2 separate regions of the Siniperca chuatsi genome follow, and region 1 is linked to region 2. A link is a contact called in public Hi-C data. All regions are on one chromosome and are shown on one strand. The core of a region is the stretch at or near the end of the contact, and the rest is flanking DNA. Distances in the headings are between cores, read along the strand shown.

Region 1 (5,911 bases), core at 2,362-4,861, 170 kb after region 2:
GTTGTTCTCCCTCCCCCCAGAAAAATATAAAAATATTTTTCACGAGTGATATTTACAGTAGTCCAATATGACATTAATGCAGCATAAAAGCCCACGAAGCAGTCTGAGCTGAACCATCTTCAACAAAAACTTCAGCTTAAAATAAAACGTGCAGCAGCATTAAATACAAATCTGTTGTGTAAAAACTCAGTTTGACTTAAGATTTATTAGATACACATATTTGACTTAAAATCCACAATCACATGTACAACAAATATATACAAAAATCTCTCTTTTTACAGCCGATAGAGAAGGCAGCGGCCTTTAACATGGAATAAAAGCTAAAGTAGGAAGCGGTTTGCGTCAGTGTCCGAACATCTCCTGCGAGGCGTAGGTCATGTAGAGGAAGCCGTCCTCGTCCTGGTGGTCTTTGTACACCTGAGCCATGGTGAGGGACATGCTGGCCAGCCCGCTGTTGTTGACGAGCAGGTAGAAGGCCTGCGAGGGCAGCAGCGCCATCCTGTTCCTGAGAGACAGAGGACAGAGACAGACAGACAGCCGTTAACGAGAGACGTCCTGCCGTTAGCGGACTCACATGTGATGCTGCTTCAGCGACGACGTGCCGCTGTTTAACTGCCACCGGCTCACTTCAGCCGAGTCTGAGAGGGTTTACTGTGTTCACGCTGGAGAAAAATGACAAAAACCTCAACAGGAATGTTAGTATGCAGAGTAAAACTGCAGTGCTCCCTTAGTGTGCTCTTGATGGACACTATTGTCCCACAATGCATTGCACGAAGAAAATGAGGCACCATTTGAAAGCTTTTTAAAAAATAAATATAAAAACATCGTGGATGGGCAGAAAACTGCTCCAGGAACAAACTAGGTAAAAGTTCTTGCTCTGATGAAATAACACAAGGCCGATCTGAGATTAAAGTTAATTGATCCAAATTAATCTCAAATATTATTCCGTCACATGTCAATAACGCACTCTCATGCTCAGATTTTGCTTTCTCTGCTTGCAATATTATAAGTTGTTAGTTTCATCTCCTGCGTCGCTGTCAAGCCCCGTCTCCGGGTTTTTACTGGTTTCATACTGGACCCTGATTGGCTCCAAACTAGCTGTGATGTCATGACTCCTGCAGGTACGACCGGGTGTTAAACAGATTTAACGCCAAAAAAACGTCCTTCTGCACAGTGAAGGGAAATAAGCAACATGTGCTTTAATTACTTATTAACTCCAGACAGTTTGACAGCCATCATCATCTATAACTACAAAAACAGTCAAGAACGTAGATTTATTGTACCAAGTGGAAGAGTAGCGTATAAAATGACTACAGTACCATCAGCATGTAGCATTGCTTTGGTTATTGAACCTTGAGCTATAACTGATTCTAGAGCAGCCGGACTACTGCCGACTTCCTGCCGTGTCATCGTGACCAAGGCCAAAATTAGGAACTTCCCAGAAATCTGGAGGTGAAAGACTCAAACCCAGCAGAGCAGCAAGACGCCGGTTCCTATTCTGAGCGTTTATCATCCGTCAGGTCATTCTCACTCTGGAGGAGAAGCCCCGACACGTTTCATACGCCGGCTGCAGAGAAACGTCTGAAGCTGACCCTCAGTCGGCCAAACCGAAGCAGTTTCTTTAAAGCAGACGTAACAGTGCTCACGCCTGTATTTACACTGACCGGCTGCTGTAATCCTGCGTCCTGTCACTACTGGCTGTAGAGGAAGGAGGCCGCGAGTGTGACGGGACGCCGAAGCCAGTCCTCGGTTCTGTGCAAAAGCCTCAGCAGTCTGAGTTTCCAGATCAAGAGGTTGTCTAAAGGTCATCTTTAGCGCCAACTTCCCTCCTCGGCCTGCTCTTAGATTGATGAAGGGCCTCAGTAAGAAGCCGTAGGTCTTCGAATGATCCGATCACACAAACCCACGAGGATGTAGTTTTGGTTTCAGTCGCTGTTCAGAGATTCATTTATCAGGTTTCTGCCTCAACACAACACAGCAGAGAGATCTGTCCAACGGGTTCATCCACAAACTGAGTCTCTGCAGCAGCTCGGGATAATCCCCTGAAGAAGAAGACGCCCCTGTAAAAACCTTCGTTTCCTGTTACAGGCCGAGCTCAGAAACTACACCTGCACCACCTGGAGACCGACGTCTCAACGGTAACACACAAAGCCAAAAACTACCTGCACGGAGAGACCAGAGGCAGCCCGGACCGCTACTGCGGCGAGAGCCGGCCTACACGTTAAAGCGAGGGCCGTGTGTTGGGGGGCCCCAGTGTGTTGGGGGGGGGCCCAGTGTGTTGGGGGGGGGCCCAGTGTGTTGGGGGGGGGCCCAGTGTACTTGGGGGTCCTTTAACAGAAGAAGCTCTGAAGTGTCAAGTCATCATCAGCTGTTCTGCAACATTATGAAGCGAAGTCTGATCCTTCACGTCGCAGGCGGCTGCCGAGGAGACGCTTTAACACATGTTCACAGATGTTAGGACTCAGAGCGACTCAGCAGTTTGTAGACTGACACTGTTTCTGCTGCGTCATCACGACACAGGAGAGGGAAGCTGAAAAATGTACAACTTTATGAATGAAGTTTGGTTAGTTCCAGAAAACAGACCCATCCTTCCATCTGAGCAACATTTACTTATTCCAAATAAAGATAATAAAACAAAAAAAAAAACTTTAAATCTAAAGAGGAAAAAGTCTTAAAGTGAGACAAGACATTTTCAGAAACATACAGCTTATTGTTCCAGAGCTGAAAACAAACAATCGATAGTGATCGGAAGAAATATAACTTGATAATCGATTAATTGTTAAAAGCCAAACTTTTCATGGTTCCAGCCTCTAAATCTGAGGATTTGCTGTTTTTGTCTTATGCGATAAAATAAGTGAATATTTTTGGGGGTTTTAGGAAACCGAAAGCAGATATTTGTCACCTTTTAAAAGATGACATCATCAGCACGTTAATCAATAACAAAAACACTTTTTAGTTGCAGCAGCACTCTCCCAGCAAATAGCCACATCCCAAATACCTCCACATCATTCAACGCATTCCCCCCCCCAAAAAAACCCCAGCCCGACACCTGGCAGCGCGAGGGCTTTACCTGATGATGGTGACGAACTGCGTCATGGTGAGCTCGTGCGGCACCAGGAACTTGGTTTTGTCCAGCAGCGGCAGATACTTCTCCCGCTCGTAGCGCTCGATGATCACCTGCGAGCAGCCGTGAGACAGGTGAGGGACAGGTGAGGGACAAGCGAGGACGTTAAGCCTGCGGTACCAGGTTTAATCATCAGTCATTTCTGCCGCCAACTCACCGGGATCTTGTTGGGGAACTTGGACCGGATCCCCGCCACCTCGTGTTTCCTCGTAGCTGTGCGGAGATAAAGAAAACGTCAGACATTTTTCACGTTTAAACGACTTTTCCGTCCAGTTTTCCGGTGTTTGGGGCATTTACCGAAGCTCTTCCTCAGTTTGAAGGGTTTGTTCTGCAGCTGGGGTTTGTCAAACGGCGGCATGGCGTCTGTGCACCGGAGGGCGCGGAGCTGCTGGGCGCGGCGGTGCACCCCGAGCGGCCGTTAAATAGGGCGGAGGGGCGGCTGTGGCGCATCAGCTGATTAGCACATGGCCGCGGCCACAGCGGGATCATCTGCGGATTTAACCACGTTAGAGCCAGACAGGCCGGGGGGGGGGGTCGGAGCCCGCAGGGCCGGTCTCAGCAGGTTCGGGGCCCTACAAGCTTGGTCCAAGTCCAAGTTTTTTCTTTAACAGGCAAGTCATTTATTACCCCCAAAAAAAAAAAAAGTTAACGCTTAAAATGTATTATTGGGTGCACCTAAATTATGTTCTGGTAGCACCTAAATGAAAAAGTTAGATGCACCAGTGCCACCAATGTAAAAAGTTAGTCTGGTCCAGCAGTTTTCCCTGGACCCCCCTCAGGGAGTGCCACGATAACTTTGGCTCCTGGTTTTAAATTCCCGGAGCTCGTTTAAGCGTTGACTTTCAAATGAAGATTATCTATTTCCCACTGCGTACACACAATGCATCATGTCTTGACAAGGTCAGAGGTTATGTCAAGTCAAGTCCCAAGTCAGTCCCCAACATATAGTATCCGGTCGTAGTGTTTAGCAGCCGTTTTTCTGGCGACAAAGCCGGTTATTTTGACCCAAACTATGATCTTTTCCTGAACCACAGCGCTGTTCCAACTTTAAACAGAATTATTCCGCTGATAACGGCCATTTGATGCGCGTTAAATGTCGTCTGAAAGCTTTACTCAACGCATCCGTGGTTCGCAGAAACGTGCCGTTACAATGCCGACGTTTTATTCTGCCGACTGGGTCGATTAGTCGTTATCAGGCTAACGTTAGCTAGCTTCAGAGTTGTGAGAGAACAGGTTGTATCTGGCTAACGTTAGCTAGCTTCGGAGTTGTGAGAGAACAGGTTGTATCTGGCTAACGTTAGCTAGCTTCGGAGTTGTGAGAGAACAGGTTGTATCTGGCTAACGTTAGCTAGCTTCGGAGTTGTGAGAGAACAGGTTGTAGATGGCTAACGTTAGCTGGCTTCGGAGTTGTGAGAGAACAGGTTGTAGATGGCTAATGTTAGCTAGCTTCGGAGTTGTGAGAGAACAGGTTGTATCTGGCTAATGTTAGCTGGCTTCGGAGTTGTGAGAGAACAGGTTGTATCAGGCTAATGTTAGCTAGCTTCGGAGTTGTGAGAGAACAGGTTGTATCAGGCTAACGTTAGCTAGCTTCGGAGTTGTGCGAGAACAGGTTGTATCTTGCTAACGTTAGCTGGCTTCGCAGTTGTGAGAGAACAGGTTGTATCAGGCTAACGTTAGCTGGCTTCGCAGTTGTGAGAGAACAGGTTGTATCAGGCTAACGTTAGCTAGCTTCGCAGTTGTGAGAGAACAGGTTGTATCTGGCTAACGTTAGCTAGCTTCGCAGTTGTGAGAGAACAGGTTGTATCTGGCTAACGTTAGCTAGCTTCGGAGTTGTGATAGAACAGGTTGTATCTGGCTAACGTTAGCTAGCTTAAGAGTTGTGAGAGAACAGGTTGTATCTGGCTAACGTTAAGTAAAAAAAAGCTCCCTTCAGATGGAACTTAAAACTCTACTGATGATGTAACAAAAATAACATTTAAAAAAAATAATCTTTGTATCTGCAAATTTGGGGATTTTCAATTCATTTTTATTTATATAACGGCAATTATCTCAGTGCGCTTTTCCTACAGAGCAGGTCTAGACCGAACTCTTTATAATATTATTTACAGAGACCCAACAAATCCCACCGTGAGCAAGCACTTGGCCACAGCGGCGAGGAAAACTTCCTTTAAGAGGCAGAAACCTCGAGCAGAACCAGACTCAGGGGGGGCGGCCATACTGTCATTATTTTTATAGGAATAATAATGTCAGCATCAGTAACAGAGCCAATAACAACAACTTTAGCAGCAGTTGTCGAGCAGGAACACGGGGGCAGCAGGTGGCCCACAACCACAGATCCAGACTCTGCAGGAACACGGGGGCAGCAGGTGGAACCACAACCACAGATCCAGACTCTGCAGGAACACGGGGGCAGCAGGTGGCCCACAACCACATATCCAGACTCTGCAGGAACACGGGGGCAGCAGGTGGAACCACAACCACAGATCCAGACTCTGCAGGAACACGGGGGGCAGCAGGTGGCCCACAACCACAGATCCAGACTCTGCAGGAACACGGGGGCAGCTGGTGGCCCACAACCACAGATCCAGACTCTGCAGGAACACGGGGGCAGCAGGTGGCCCACAACCACAGATCCAGACTCTGCAGCTCCGGAGGCAGAAATACCTGCTGAAAGCGACAGAAGGAGAGAGGAGAGAAACGAGAAAGCACAAAACTACGGGAGAGAGAAGATGTCGAGTTAGTAACATGCAGTAATGGGATAAAGATGCATACAGACGGAGAGGGAGA
Region 2 (6,424 bases), core at 3,066-5,565:
GGAGCGTAGATAGATAATGGAGGGAAGTATACTGTCCTTTGAATGGAGATGGTGGAGCTCTGGAGTAGAGTGGCTGAACTCCGGGGAGTCGGTCCACACGGGGCTGGACACTGGAGCGTCACACACAGGACCAGGAGCTGGAGTGGATAACTCACGGAAGACTGGAGACACACAGGGACTGGAGCTGGAGTGACACACACGGAGGACAGGAGTACAAAGGAGCCGGAGTAGAGGTACTGGGTACTGGAGGCTGGTAGTAGTTTTCGTTCGGGTAGAGTGAGTCCAAGGCGTTTGTAGAATCAGGGGAACAAGCGTTCTATCCTGTGTCTTAAACGTGACCGGACACAGACTGCGGTGAGGAGCCGGGTTTTATAGGGGAGTGGAGTGCTAATTGGATGCAGGTGTGTACGGGGTGACAGGTGAAGGGAATCAGTATTCAGGAGAGGGAGTGCGGAGTGAAGGGGAGCCTGGAGTGCGGAGTGAAGGGGAGCCTGGAGTGCGGAGTGAAGGGGAGCCTGGAGTGCGGAGTGAAGGGGAGCCTGGAGTGCGGAGTGAAGGGGAGCCTGGAGTGCGGAGTGAAGGGGAGCCTGGAGTGCGGAGTGAAGGGGAGCCTGGAGTGCGGAGTGAAGGGGAGCCTGGTGTGTCTGTAACACTGCCCCCGTGTTCCTGCTCGACAACTGCTGCTACAGTTGTTGTTATGTGCTCTGTTACTAATACTGTCATTATTACTCATATATCTGTCATTCCTATTATTATTAACTTATTCATATGAACACTTCAAAAGAGGAAGTTGGTTGTGCCTCTTGTTTTATTCCGAAAAGTTTTGTAAAGGTTTTCTCTTTAGTGTCCCTCCCAAGTTTCTTTCCCTCCAGGTGCCGGTGCAGTTCTGTGTTAGCTTAGCTTGGTGCTAGCTTCCACTCTTCACAAGACAACTGGTAAAAATATATTGGCCTAGTTGGCATGCTAATTTGCTACATGCTGAATTACAATTTGAAGCCAGAAATTAGTTTCTCATGAAACTTTGTCATGAAATACAACTTCTGTGTAAACCAGGCTTTTGTGTTCAACGTTTGGTGCTCAAGTCACTGCTTACTCAGGCCTTGTGTTCAACAACTAGTTTATTTTATAGTTTTTATTTTACGATCACATATTTATAGATAATAATAATCCATCTTACAGACAACACAAAAACAACAAAACAAATACAAATTGGCCAAAGTAACTAATCAAATTAATCAATTAATTAAACAAACAAACCACTTTTCAGACAAAATAGAAAGTTCAGTTAGCATCTATTCCATTAATTAACGTTGTCCATTTGCTGCTGGGCAGGTAGAGTCCATACTTTTAATGCCCAACAAAACAATGACACATACTGTATTCTGTACTATAGACATGCAACAGGCCTTACTCTTAAATGAAGCTTCATGACACAATGAAATATTCAGCAATATGTTTTCTGTGGCTGCACATCTAATAGAAAATGTTTAAAAATCTAGATATTTGGCAGCATTTTTTACAAATGTACTCAAAGTTCATCTTTACATATTTAAGGCCTTTAGAAACAGTGATTTCTTAAAATAATTGTGGGTTTAAAAGAGGTTTAAATAGATATTCTCCACATAAAGTGTGTCATGATGCAGGGATGAAGAGATAAATGCATCAAAGTAATGTGTTGCTGATGTAATGGGATACATATAATAAAAATCTCAACAATGAAGTGTAAATCAATCACCACAGTAAACTCTAAATATGTACATTTGTTCCCTTGAATGACAATAAATCAATACATGAAGTAAGTAAGTGATTAGTTTACTCTGACACGAGAGATGATCAGAGGTGCAGAGTTTTTACCACCATCATTAAGACAGGGATTGAAGTATGGGAAGAGTTTCTCAGTGAAGGAGCAGCCAGTAAAGGAGTAAATAAGAGCTGCAGCATCTACGTCATAAAAGCAGACCAGACCCTCCTCATAATCCACAAACACCCCCACCTTCTGAGGCTGAGACTTCAGAGAGAGACGGACTGAAGGGCCAGCAAGAGCTTTGTACTTATTTCCATTTCTCAACCATATAGTCCAGTAACCATTCTGTGGCCTCAGTGTGATCTCTCCCTTCCTGTTGATCGACTCTCTGCACACTCCAAAATCCCAATCAGTCTTTCCTTTAACCTGAACCTCAAAGTAAAATCTGCCTGAAGAGAAACTCTGCTTTCCTAAAACACAGATACAGGGAGAAAATCTCTCTGGGTTGTCTGGAAGATTCTTCTTTACATTACCATGATTCACTTGTTTCCCATCCTCAGACAGAATTAGGTCAGCATGTGCTGTATTACGATCAAGAGTCACATCCACTGCATACTGCTGGACCCTCCTCAGCTCTGCTTCAAGCAGCTTCTTCATCTGTTTACTGAGTGTCTCCTCCAGCTGAACTACAGCTCTCACCACAGTCCCCTCATATGATGGTGGAGGGACGCTGACCTCTGTCCAGTCCGTGGTGGATGGTGGGTGGTAGGTGTTTAGGGACTGGACACTCTGGAGGAGGTGGAGGTGGTCTTCAGAGCGTGAGAGCTGCTCCACCTCAGTCCTTCTCTTCATCAGCTCAGAGATTTCCTGTTCCAGCTCTTTGATGAAAGCTTCGGCCTGTTTTTCTGTTGTTTTCTGCTTCTCTTTGATCGTGTGGATGAGATTGGCCTGGCCTCTCTCAACATGCTCCTTCAGAGAAGTGAAGACCTGAACACCTTCTGCTATTTCTGTGTCTGCATCTTCCTTACCGAGGTCAACCGAGCGTTTGATCTCCTGAATCTTCAGTCGTCTCTTCTGGATCATCTGCTGAATTTCAGCCTCTGTCTTACCCAGCTCGGCCTTCTTTCCTTCATATTCTTCCTTCAGAGGAACAACATCATGTGTCTTGTGGTCTAAAACAGGGCAGAGTACGCAGACACATGTCTGGTCGGTCTTACAGAACAGCTCCAGAGGTTTATCGTGCTTCGTACACATCCTGCCTTCCAGGTTCTCCACAGGGTCGATCAGCTGATGTCTTTTCAGACGTGAAGCTGTCAGATGAGGCTCCAGGTGAGTCTCACAGTAGGAGGCCAGACACACCAGGCAGGACTTGAGGGCCTTCAGTTTGGTTCCAGTGCAGACGTCACAGGGAAGTTGTCCTTGTTTGGACACTTGTGTCTCTGAGCTGCTGCTGCTGCTGGCTTCCTGTTGAGCTGACTGTCTGAACTGAGCAGCCATCTCAGAGATGAAAGTGTTGACGTGCAGCTCAGGTCTTGTGTTGAAAACCTTTTTACACATCGGACACAGGTACCGGTCGTTAGTATCCCAGTGTTCATTGATGCAGTCTTTGCAGAAGTTGTGTCCACATGATGTGGTGACAGGATCAGTGAACACATCCAGACAGATGGGGCAAAGAAACTGATCTTCAGATCCCAGATAGTTCGCAGCAGCCATATCTACACATGTAGTGTGAAAGAGAAGAAAAACATTTTATTCAAAATACAGTTTTATGTATTTGTTTAAAAAGAAAGAAGTGTGTTTACTGTTATTTTAAGCATAACACATGATATTAGGTAAAATAATTTTGAATAATAGATGATGTGATAGTTTGATAGGGATGGGGATAGTTGCATCAGGCCGATCTGTGAGCAACCGCGATCTTTTAAGTCGTGCTGGCAAGCTCAAGCTGTCTACGATGGTAAAAAAGCATCAAGTGTGTTCATATCCCGTTGTGTAGACCGATTTGTATTGAAGAATAGCATTGCTAACAAAGTTCTGCTTACTTGATGACAAACACATTGCATTTCCTTTTGCTGCTTCACATTAAAAGCTTCCTGCTGGTTCGCTGGTGGAAAGCTTTTATTGTGAAACAACCAGAGGAAGTAGAATGCAAAATGGCTGCAGGAAGTGATCAGTAAACAGTAATAATATCAGGAAAGTTGGAGTGAAGTTAAACTCCAAACCACAGAGTTTCAGTTACAAGTTACTAAAGTCCTGAGAAGTGACACAGAGAGACTGTTTAAAGCAGTTAAAGTGGGCTACTGTATAGTGGGCCTGTGGACAAACAGCCATAGTTATAATTTAACCAAGTATGAAATGAAAAGAGTGGAACTTCCTGCCTGAGTAGAGCTGAAGTCTTGTGTTAATCCTGGTTGCTGAAACTGTAAATATGATCAGCTGTACTCACCAGTGTTTGGCAGAGACTCTGCTGTGTTGCTGAGAAAGACCTGATGAACTCAGTTTGAATTTTCTTTTAGAAAGAAACAGAGACTTGTCTCGACTGCTGCGTGGCCGCCACTCTGACAAACTTTACTTTCATTTCTGGAGTGTGACGTTGAAGCTCTCTTCTTTCCAGTGTTGCTCCTCCTTTTACTGCAGCTCTGGATCAAAGGTGGTACTATACCTAACAGGTGGGAGGAGTAAGGTATGTGAAGAGGTATCTCTGGAGACATCTCTGGTGAGATGGCTCTCAGTATTTAAGCACATAAAGAAGAAAGAGTTTGCCTGCTGATCTTAGACTTGCTCTGACACGGTGTTCTTTTAAAACTAAACACTCAAGCTTTTTCTTAAATGAGTGTATTTGTACAGTATACTTGTTTGTACTTGTGTAAAAACAAGCTACAGGAAATAAAACCCAGGTAACTGGTGATGATATGATAATTGTTGGATGTGTTTTTATTCCGCTGATAATTAATTTGTCTGACATGTTGCTGTCAGAGCAATTGATATTTCAGTGCATGATGGTTGTGGTTCAGCTACAGAATGATTGATGGATTTCAGCCACTTGAGGGCAGCAGCACTCCAATTAAGGACTGTCCAATTAAGTGTGTGCACTGAGTCTTGTATTTCTATCTTTGTGAGGGCCGGTTTGAGTTTTACACCTTGAGAATGAGGAGTGGACATTTTTGGAAAGTGAGGACATTTTGTCCACTTCATTAAAGAGCTGTTTAAAGGGAACTAGACTAATTATTAGATTTCGGTTTAAGTAGTGAGTTTAGTGTAAGGGTGGGGGTTAGGTTAAAACGCCAGCAAACCTAGCTAACAGTTAACTTAATCTGAAATTGACATTCATGTCAGTGAAATTTAATCAGTGAATGAATTATTTATCCTAGTTAAATTTAGCTTTTCTGAGCTCGAAGGTCTGTCAGGCTTGGTGTTTCAGTGGAAAACATTGGTGTGTGTAATTAGTCTTAGCTTGTTCAGAAGAGGATAGGTTGTGCCTCTTGTTTTATTCAGAAGAGTTTTGTAAGGGCTTTCTCTTTAGTGTCCCTCCCAAGTTTGTTTCCCTCCAGGTGCCGGTGCAGTTCTGTGTTAGCTTAGCTTGGTGCTAGCTTCCACTCTTCACAAGACAACTGGTAAAAATGTATTGAACTAGTTGGCATGCTAATTTGCTACATGCTGAATTACAATTTGAAGCCAGAAATTAGTTTCTCGTGAAACTTTGTCATGAAATACAACTTCTGTGTAAACCAGGCTTTTGTGTTCAGTGTTTGGTGCTCAAGTCACTGCTTACTCAGGCCTTGTGTTCAACAACTAGTTTATTTTATAGTTTTTATTTTACAATCACATATTTACAGATAATAATAATCCATCTTACAGACAACACAAAAACAACAAAACAAATACAAATTGGCCAAAGTAACTAATCAAATTAATCAATTAATTAAACAAACAAACCTACAAAATAGAAAATTCAGTTAGCATCTATTCCATTAATTAACATTGTCCATTTGCTGCTGGGCAGGTAGAGTCCAAACTTTTAATGCCCAACGAAACAATGACACATACTGTATTCTGTACTATAGGCATGCAACAGGCCTTACTCTTAAATGAAGCTTTATGACACAATGAACTATTCAGCAATATGTTTTCTGTGGCTGCACATCTAATAGAAAATGTTTAAAAATCTAGATATTTGGCAGCATTTTTTACAAATTTACTCAAAATTCATCTTTACATATTTAATGCCTTTAGAAAGAGTGATTTCTTAAAATAATTGTGGGTTTAAAAGAGGTTTAAAGAGATATTCTCCACATAAAGTGTGTCATGATGGAGAATGAATAATGCATCAAAGTAATGTGTTGCCGATGTAATGGCATACATATAATAATATAGGAATAAATCAATACATGAAGTAAGATAAGTGATTAGTTTATTCTGACAGGAGAGATGATCAGAGGTGCAGAGTTTTTACCACCATCATTAAGAAAGGGACTGAAGAATGGGAAGAGTTTCTCAGTGAAGGAGCAGCCAGTAAAGCAGTAGATAAGAGCTGCAGCATCTACGTCATAAAAGGAGACCAGACCCTCCTCATAATCCACAAACACCCCCACCTTCTGAGGCTGAGACTTCAGAGAGAGACCGACTGGAGGGTCATCAAGAGCTTCAAACTCATTTCTATTTCTCAGCCATATAGTCCAG

The links. Hi-C and Micro-C count contacts between places; a contact is called where the count stands out from the background.
Region 1: a contact with region 2 is called in a Hi-C map of an unstated tissue, with 14 times the contacts expected there. The contact joins the promoter of map1lc3c here to the promoter of LOC122873055 in region 2. A contact is called at or near these places in 3 of 3 Hi-C or Micro-C datasets (liver, skeletal muscle and an unstated tissue).

The regions. Positions count from the first base shown.
Region 1 is chrLG3:2,088,683-2,094,593 of ASM2008510v1, forward strand. It overlaps map1lc3c (microtubule-associated proteins 1A/1B light chain 3C), which reads right to left and starts at 3,612. Exons shown (of 4, transcript XM_044189420.1): 1 at 3,422-3,612; 2 at 3,282-3,337; 3 at 3,071-3,177; 4 at 187-505. The coding sequence starts at 3,482. The coding sequence ends at 343.
Region 2 is chrLG3:1,913,462-1,919,885 of ASM2008510v1, forward strand. It overlaps LOC122873055 (zinc finger protein RFP-like), which reads right to left and starts at 4,316. Exons shown (of 2, transcript XM_044189363.1): 1 at 4,191-4,316; 2 at 1-3,459. The coding sequence starts at 3,457. The coding sequence ends at 1,808. All of the region lies in intron 3 of LOC122873028 (NACHT, LRR and PYD domains-containing protein 12-like), which reads left to right. It also overlaps the pseudogene LOC122873061.